Linked DNA regions of Sus scrofa: region 2 is linked to region 1. Evidence: chromatin contacts called from public Hi-C data. All regions are on one chromosome and are shown on one strand. Each heading gives the region's core, a stretch centred on a gene start, on an enhancer-like site or on the middle of the called end of the contact. The rest is flanking DNA. Distances are from core to core; before and after follow the strand shown. Region 1 holds the start of TGFB2 (transforming growth factor beta-2). Region 2 has its middle 150 kb from the start of TGFB2.

The links. Hi-C and Micro-C count contacts between places; a contact is called where the count stands out from the background.
Region 2: a Hi-C map of omental adipose tissue shows a contact between it and region 1, with 1.8 times the contacts expected there. The contact joins the enhancer-like site here to the promoter of TGFB2 in region 1. A contact is called at or near these places in 1 of 5 promoter capture datasets (liver), 19 of 47 Hi-C or Micro-C datasets (adipose tissue, alveolar macrophages, brain and 10 more) and 1 of 2 datasets of contacts at active chromatin or transcription factors (skeletal muscle).

The regions. Positions count from the first base shown.
Region 1 is chr10:8,304,712-8,307,639 of Sscrofa11.1, reverse strand. TGFB2 (transforming growth factor beta-2) reads right to left here and starts at 1,450. Exons shown (of 7, transcript XM_021064294.1): 1 at 505-1,450. The coding sequence starts at 850.
Region 2 is chr10:8,453,279-8,456,206 of Sscrofa11.1, reverse strand. No RefSeq gene overlaps it. Among named protein-coding and RNA genes, the nearest start is that of TGFB2, 150 kb to the right of the region's middle. Within about 2 kb of position 1,461, at least 5 of the 83 cell types and tissues checked have an H3K27ac peak or open chromatin away from gene starts, as enhancers often do. A contact at or near this core is called in adipose tissue, fetal skeletal muscle, omental adipose tissue and 1 more, where this site is marked.

The sequences.
Region 1 (2,928 bases), core at 201-2,700:
AGGCTCGGGGAATCAGCTGATAGGTCGGCACGGAAAGGGGCGCCTTCCGGAGAGGCTAGTTTTGAGCCACTTTTTTCTTTAACCCTTCGGGCACCAGATCGGCGGGCTCCAAGCCAATCGGAGCCAAGAAAACAAACCCACCAAGGCTTCCCGGTGTAACTCTGCCCCCGGGAGCGCCTCGGGTTTGACAGAGGAGGGCTGACTCCGAGCTGGTGGCCGAGTCGAGAACTCCAGGGAGGAGAAAAAGGGAATAATACCGCCTTATAGAGGACGGGGCGTGGGGGGAAGGGACACATGGAGAAAATAAAGTCGCACGTCCACGTTTGAAAGCCTAACGTCCTCAAGCACACGACTGACAAGGAGGCGGGTGGGACGGAGGACGGGAGCAGGGGAAAGCGCGAGCGGGCACCGGGAGAGGGCAGGGCGATCCCTGGAGTGGCGGCGGTTCTGGAAGCATCGGGCAGCGCTAAGCCCCGGGGAACGGCAGCGAGGAGCAGTACTTACTTTCCGAGGGGAAGAAGGGCGGCATGTCGATTTTGTAAACCTCCTTGGCGTAGTATTCCTCGTCGCTGCGCTCGCGCTCGCAGGCGGCCGCCCTCCGGCTCGCCTTCTCCTGGAGCAAGTCCCTGGTGCTGTTGTAGATGGAAATCACCTCCGGGGGGACCTCCTCGGGTTCGGGGTAGTCTTCTGGGGGGCTGGTGAGCTTCAGCTTGCTCAGGATCTGCCCGCGGATCGCCTCGATCCTCTTGCGCATGAACTGGTCCATGTCGAGCGTGCTGCAGGTAGACAGGCTGAGCGCGACCGTGACCAGATGCAGGAGTAGAAAAGCGCTCAGCACACAGTAGTGCATTTTTTTTTTTAAAGGTGGAAAAAAAATTTTTTAAAAAGTAAAAAAAAAAAAAATGCAAGAGAAAAAAAAAAAACCAACAACAACTCTCAAAGTACCGGTCGGGTAGATTTTTTTTTTTAATGCGAAACTTTTGCAAACAATCGAGAGTCAATGTCCGAAAGAAAAAGGTATCTTGCCTGAATTCCTTTCAAAAGAAAAAGCGAGTCGTTGCCCAAGTGGAAATATTAATATGCGATGGGCAGGGGGAACCCTCACTTGGGGGAGTCAGCAAAAGTTTTCTTGGAGCGACGAGACCGGGGGAAAAAAAAGAGACGAGTGGCTATTAGGCAGAAATAAATTTAGGAGGAGGCAACGGAGTTCAGTGTGTCAGTTTCGGGTGCGGAGTGGCGGATCTGAACTCGGCTCCTCCGGCCAAAAGGGAAGATGAAAAGGCCCCGGGGCTGGCGGCGGGCGCGCCGGCGGGAGGGGCGCGGGGAGCGCTGTCAGGGGGCCGCCGAGGCCGCCTCCAGTTTATAGATCGGAGGACGCAGCGGCGCGGCCCTGCCTTCCACGGCGGCGCCGAGAGCAGGAGCCGCAGCAGCTCCGGAGCAGAGGAGCGCACACGTGTGTGAGTGTGTATGTGTGTGTGTGTGAGCGTGAGCGCGCGCCCGAGTGCGCGCGCGGGGGGCGAGCCCGGCCCGCGGCGGGGAGGCGGGGGCGCTCGGCGGGGTCCGGCGGGGGCCGCGGAGGAGGCCGCGCAGGGAGGCGGCGAGGATCCTGCTCCCGGAGCTGCGCGCCGACCCGCCCGGTCACTCCACGTTGCCGCCGCCGCTGGCGGACGCGCCGGCCTCCAGCTCCCTCCTTCTGCTCCTCCTTCTCCTCTCGCTCCAAACGCCAACCCGGCAACAGACGATCGGCCGCCGCCGCCGTCGCTTTCACCCCCCGCGGACGCGCCGAGCGGGCAGCTTTATGCCTACGGGGGTGGCCAAGGGGATCCCGTGGAGCCCACCCGTCCCGACCCTCGCCTGCCTTCTCGCCCACTCGGACTCTCCCGCTTAGGGTGGGAGGCACTTGGCGGCCGGCAGCAGGTCCTCGCCTTGCTCCGTTCTGCAGCCAGGCAGCCCCTCGGTTGGTCCCCGAAGCCTCCCTAGACCGTTATCCTAGGTGGTTCTCCATCCCTCTTCTCCCCAGGCCTCCTCCTTCCGTCTCTATCTCTCGCTGCCTCTCTCTTGGTCTCCGAATCCCTGCCTCTCTCTCTCTCTCTCTCTGCCTCTCCTCTCGTCTCCTCTCTCTCTCTCTCTTTCTCTCTCTCTCTCTCCCCCCTCTCTCCTCGGAGCGTCTTGGAGCTCCCCTCGGAGCAAACCTTCTGCTGCCAGCAGATAACATCACGATCCTGCCTGGGAGGACAGATTTATAAGTTCTCCCTGAACCACGTGTTTGCCTTCAACAAAGTGACGTGCTAGGATTACAGTCAGAAGTCCTCTCGTTTACTTAGACCACGAGCTCTCGCTGCACCGTTGAGGGGGTGTGGAAACGAGGACGGCTGCGGGGAAGGGACGGAGGAGGTGGAGTGTGCGCCCTGACAGCGGTGATTTATGGCATTTGCTTTATATAGTCATTTTGGACCCGTCGGGTGAAGGACAAGCGAGCAAGCCTCCCATTTTTACTGAGTGTGGCTCACTCACAGCCTCCCAGATGGAGTCCCCTGCTCTAGAATGGAAGTCTTACCTCCTGTTGTGCTCACGCACGCTCTCTCCCTCCTCCCTGTCTCTCTGCAAATGAGCACCAAGCAGTGGATCCGGCGCCGGGGCAGCCCTGACACAGGGCACCCACTCTCCGCTGTCTTTTTGGTGGATCATGTTCTCAAAGTCCACAGCCCCGGGCTGCTCTGGAACTCATCGTCCTGCGCTTTTCTGTTTACAGCCTAGGCCCCCACTGGAGTGTGGAAGGGCGAAAAAGAGAACTCGCTCTTCTGTACCTGCAGAATGAAGCGGGTTTGTTTATGTTACTGTTTGAATGGAGAGCCTCTGAATTGGCTGCCGCCCGAGTCCCTGCTGGGCATGGCTCTGTCCTCACCTTCCCCAGCTAGACTTCAGCAA
Region 2 (2,928 bases), core at 212-2,711, 150 kb before region 1:
GGAGCCAGTGTTCCTGTGTGTGCACGGAACACTTGTTGTTTATCCATTCATCCCTGGGAAAGCTGTTTGTTTTTACTGACAGATTTTTGCAAAGATGCTTTCTAATCTCTTGTTACCATGTAGACACATTGTCTCCTTCCCCTAAAATAAGTGATATTTTTAGATCAGAAAGGGAAAATGGGAAATGATGGCTTTGACTGAGTTTCCCATGAAATGATCCTGTCTGACCCCATCAGTACATAAATATTTAGATTTTCAAAAATTTAGATATCCAAATGATTATATTCTACCCCCATTTGATCTGAATAAAAAGTGGTTAGAGGGAGTTCCCGTGGTGGCTCCGTGGAAACGAACCCAACCAGGATCCATGAGGATTCGGGTTCAATCCCTGGCCTCATTCAGTGGGTCAAGGATCCAGTGTTGCCTTGAGCTGTTGTGTAGGTTGCAGACGTAGCTTGGATCCTGAGTTGCTGTGGCTGTGGTGTAGGCCAGCAGCTGCAGCTCCAATTCAACCCTAGCTTGGGAACTTCCATAAGCTGCATCTGCAGCCCTAAAAAGATGAAACAAACAAACAAACAAAGTGCTGGGGAGTTCCTATCGTGGCTCAGTGGTTAACAAATCCAACGAGGAACCATGAGGTTGAGGATTTGATCCCTGGCTTCACTCAGTGGGTTAAGGATCCAGCGTTGCCATGAGCTGTGGTGTAGGTTGCAGATGTGGCTTGGATCTGGCATTGCTGTGGCTGTTGTGTAGGCCGGCAGATACAGCTCCGATGAGACCCCTAGCCTGGGAACCTCCATATGCCATGGGTGCAGCCCTCAAAAGACAAAATAATAATTAAAAAGAAAACAAGAAAGAAAGTGCTTAGAATCTAAAGTTTTATTTGTAGGTCAAACTCAAAGTCCATGCTTTTGGAAATTCAGGCTGTAATGCTATAGAGTTCGCTGGGGATGTCAATCCTTAAAGGAAAACGTACCTTTTACGAGCACATTAACTCAGCCCTGGTCCATCTCTGCAGTGCCCAGAGCAAGCCCCTTATAAATGCACTCTCTTGTGGCAGCTAATAGGCCTAAGAAAAGGAGCTGTTTCTTTGTTTTCCACCTAATCTATTAGCCAAGTTACATCATAAGCGTGATAAGGGGCCTGGAGGTGGAAATTCATTTGGAGCGAATCCTTTCAGGGTTATCAGGTAAAATACAGGACACCCGAGTTAAATTTGCATCTAGTGCAGGTATGTTCCGTGTGACATTTGGAACATACTTGTGCTGAAACGTTCTTCATTTGGTCGTCTGAAATTCATATTTTAACCGGGCATCCTCTATCTTTATTTGCTAAATCAGACAATCCTTGGTGATCCCTCATCTGCAGGAACTTGAACTTCAAGAGGCGCACAGTGGTGACAATCAAATGAAGTGTCTTAACACTAGGGGGCGCTGCAAGAAACTGAGACAGGCTGTGATCAGAATTACTTCAAGGTCTGGAATCCTGGGTTAGAAGAGGGCCTCCCCTCCCTGCCACAGGCCACAGTGCCACTGAGGACCAGGTGGGGATGGGCCTGACCCAGCAGGGACAGGGCACAGCCAAGCAGGCCAGGATGCTGGTGACCAGGAGACCCCCAGGCCACCAGCCAGAGCAACAGAAGCAGTGACGTTGTCCACCAGCAGCTGATCAGACACTGGCCTTTGCAACCACAGTGAAAGAATTTTACCAGCTTCCAAGAAAGGACATCCGAGCCTCCCAGATACTCTGCCAAAGAGGGGAGAGTGGCTGTTTGGGCGCGCTAACAAATTCTGGGGTTGGGGGCTTGTTTCAAAACCTCTCTTTAATCTCATTGCCTTGGCCCCTGTGTTGGCCACCCCCTGCCTCCCCCAACACACACACACACACACACACACACACACACTCTCCCAGAGTGAGGTTTGCAAAAGCCAACGCTAACTAGGCTTCTCCAGAGCAGAAAATATCATCTGCCTCCCCCACCAGCTCCCCAAAGCAGCTGACCCCAGGGCCGCCTGGCCCTCAGCGTCTTCCCTTCCACTGGGGGCACCTCCACCAACTCAGACCCTTCGCTGTGCTCCCCAGCCTTTCAGGTACAAAGGGAAGTACCCCAAAGTTAAGGAGACATCAGTGATTCCAAAAATCATAAAGCCAGTCAATGCCAAAAAATATATATACACGGAACATACTGTTCTATTTTTGAGGCACTTTCCTTTCTGAATCCTTAAGAGAAATGTGGGACTCGTAAGTAACAGAGTGTAAAAGTCAACCGCCTCTTTGCATCCTTTCCCGGGCTTCAGACCTCATTCCCCTTCTCTATTCAGGAAGCTGGAGTGTGTGGACACCAGGCACTAAGGGTCTGAGATGTCATCCAGGCATGACACAGGTCTTTCTTTAGAAGTCACCAACTCCACGGTAAATGCTTCTGATGAGTGAAGCATTTCTACAGGCTCCAGACACTTACCTGTTCTGGGTCACTCTGATCAGAGCAAGAAAATATGAAAATAATCTTCAGCTCACCCAGGGATCCGAGTCACCTCCTATGTGCAAAAAAACCTGGGCTTTAGTTTCTTTGAACCGAGCAGGAACCCTGGGGGCTATTCCAAAGAAAGCTGCTCTCGAAACCATTCCTGAAATTTTTTCTTCTTGGGAACAAAACCGAAAAGAGTGAATTGAATTGGGACCTAAAAAGTAAATAAACAGCTAACTGAAGCCTGACTCAGCTCTCCCCGGGGAGGATCTAGAATTGATGGTGACAGAGCAGAGAGCCATTGCCCTGGGAGGTTCTAAGTGGGAAGCGTCTCTTAGGCTGGTCTGCTTCGGGTGCCTGACCTTGCTGATGTTGATGCATAAAGACGTCGGGGAAGATGCTTAAGGAGGCAGAAAACAAATTCGCAAACACACTAGAGCACTGGCAGTTTGCAAATTTAT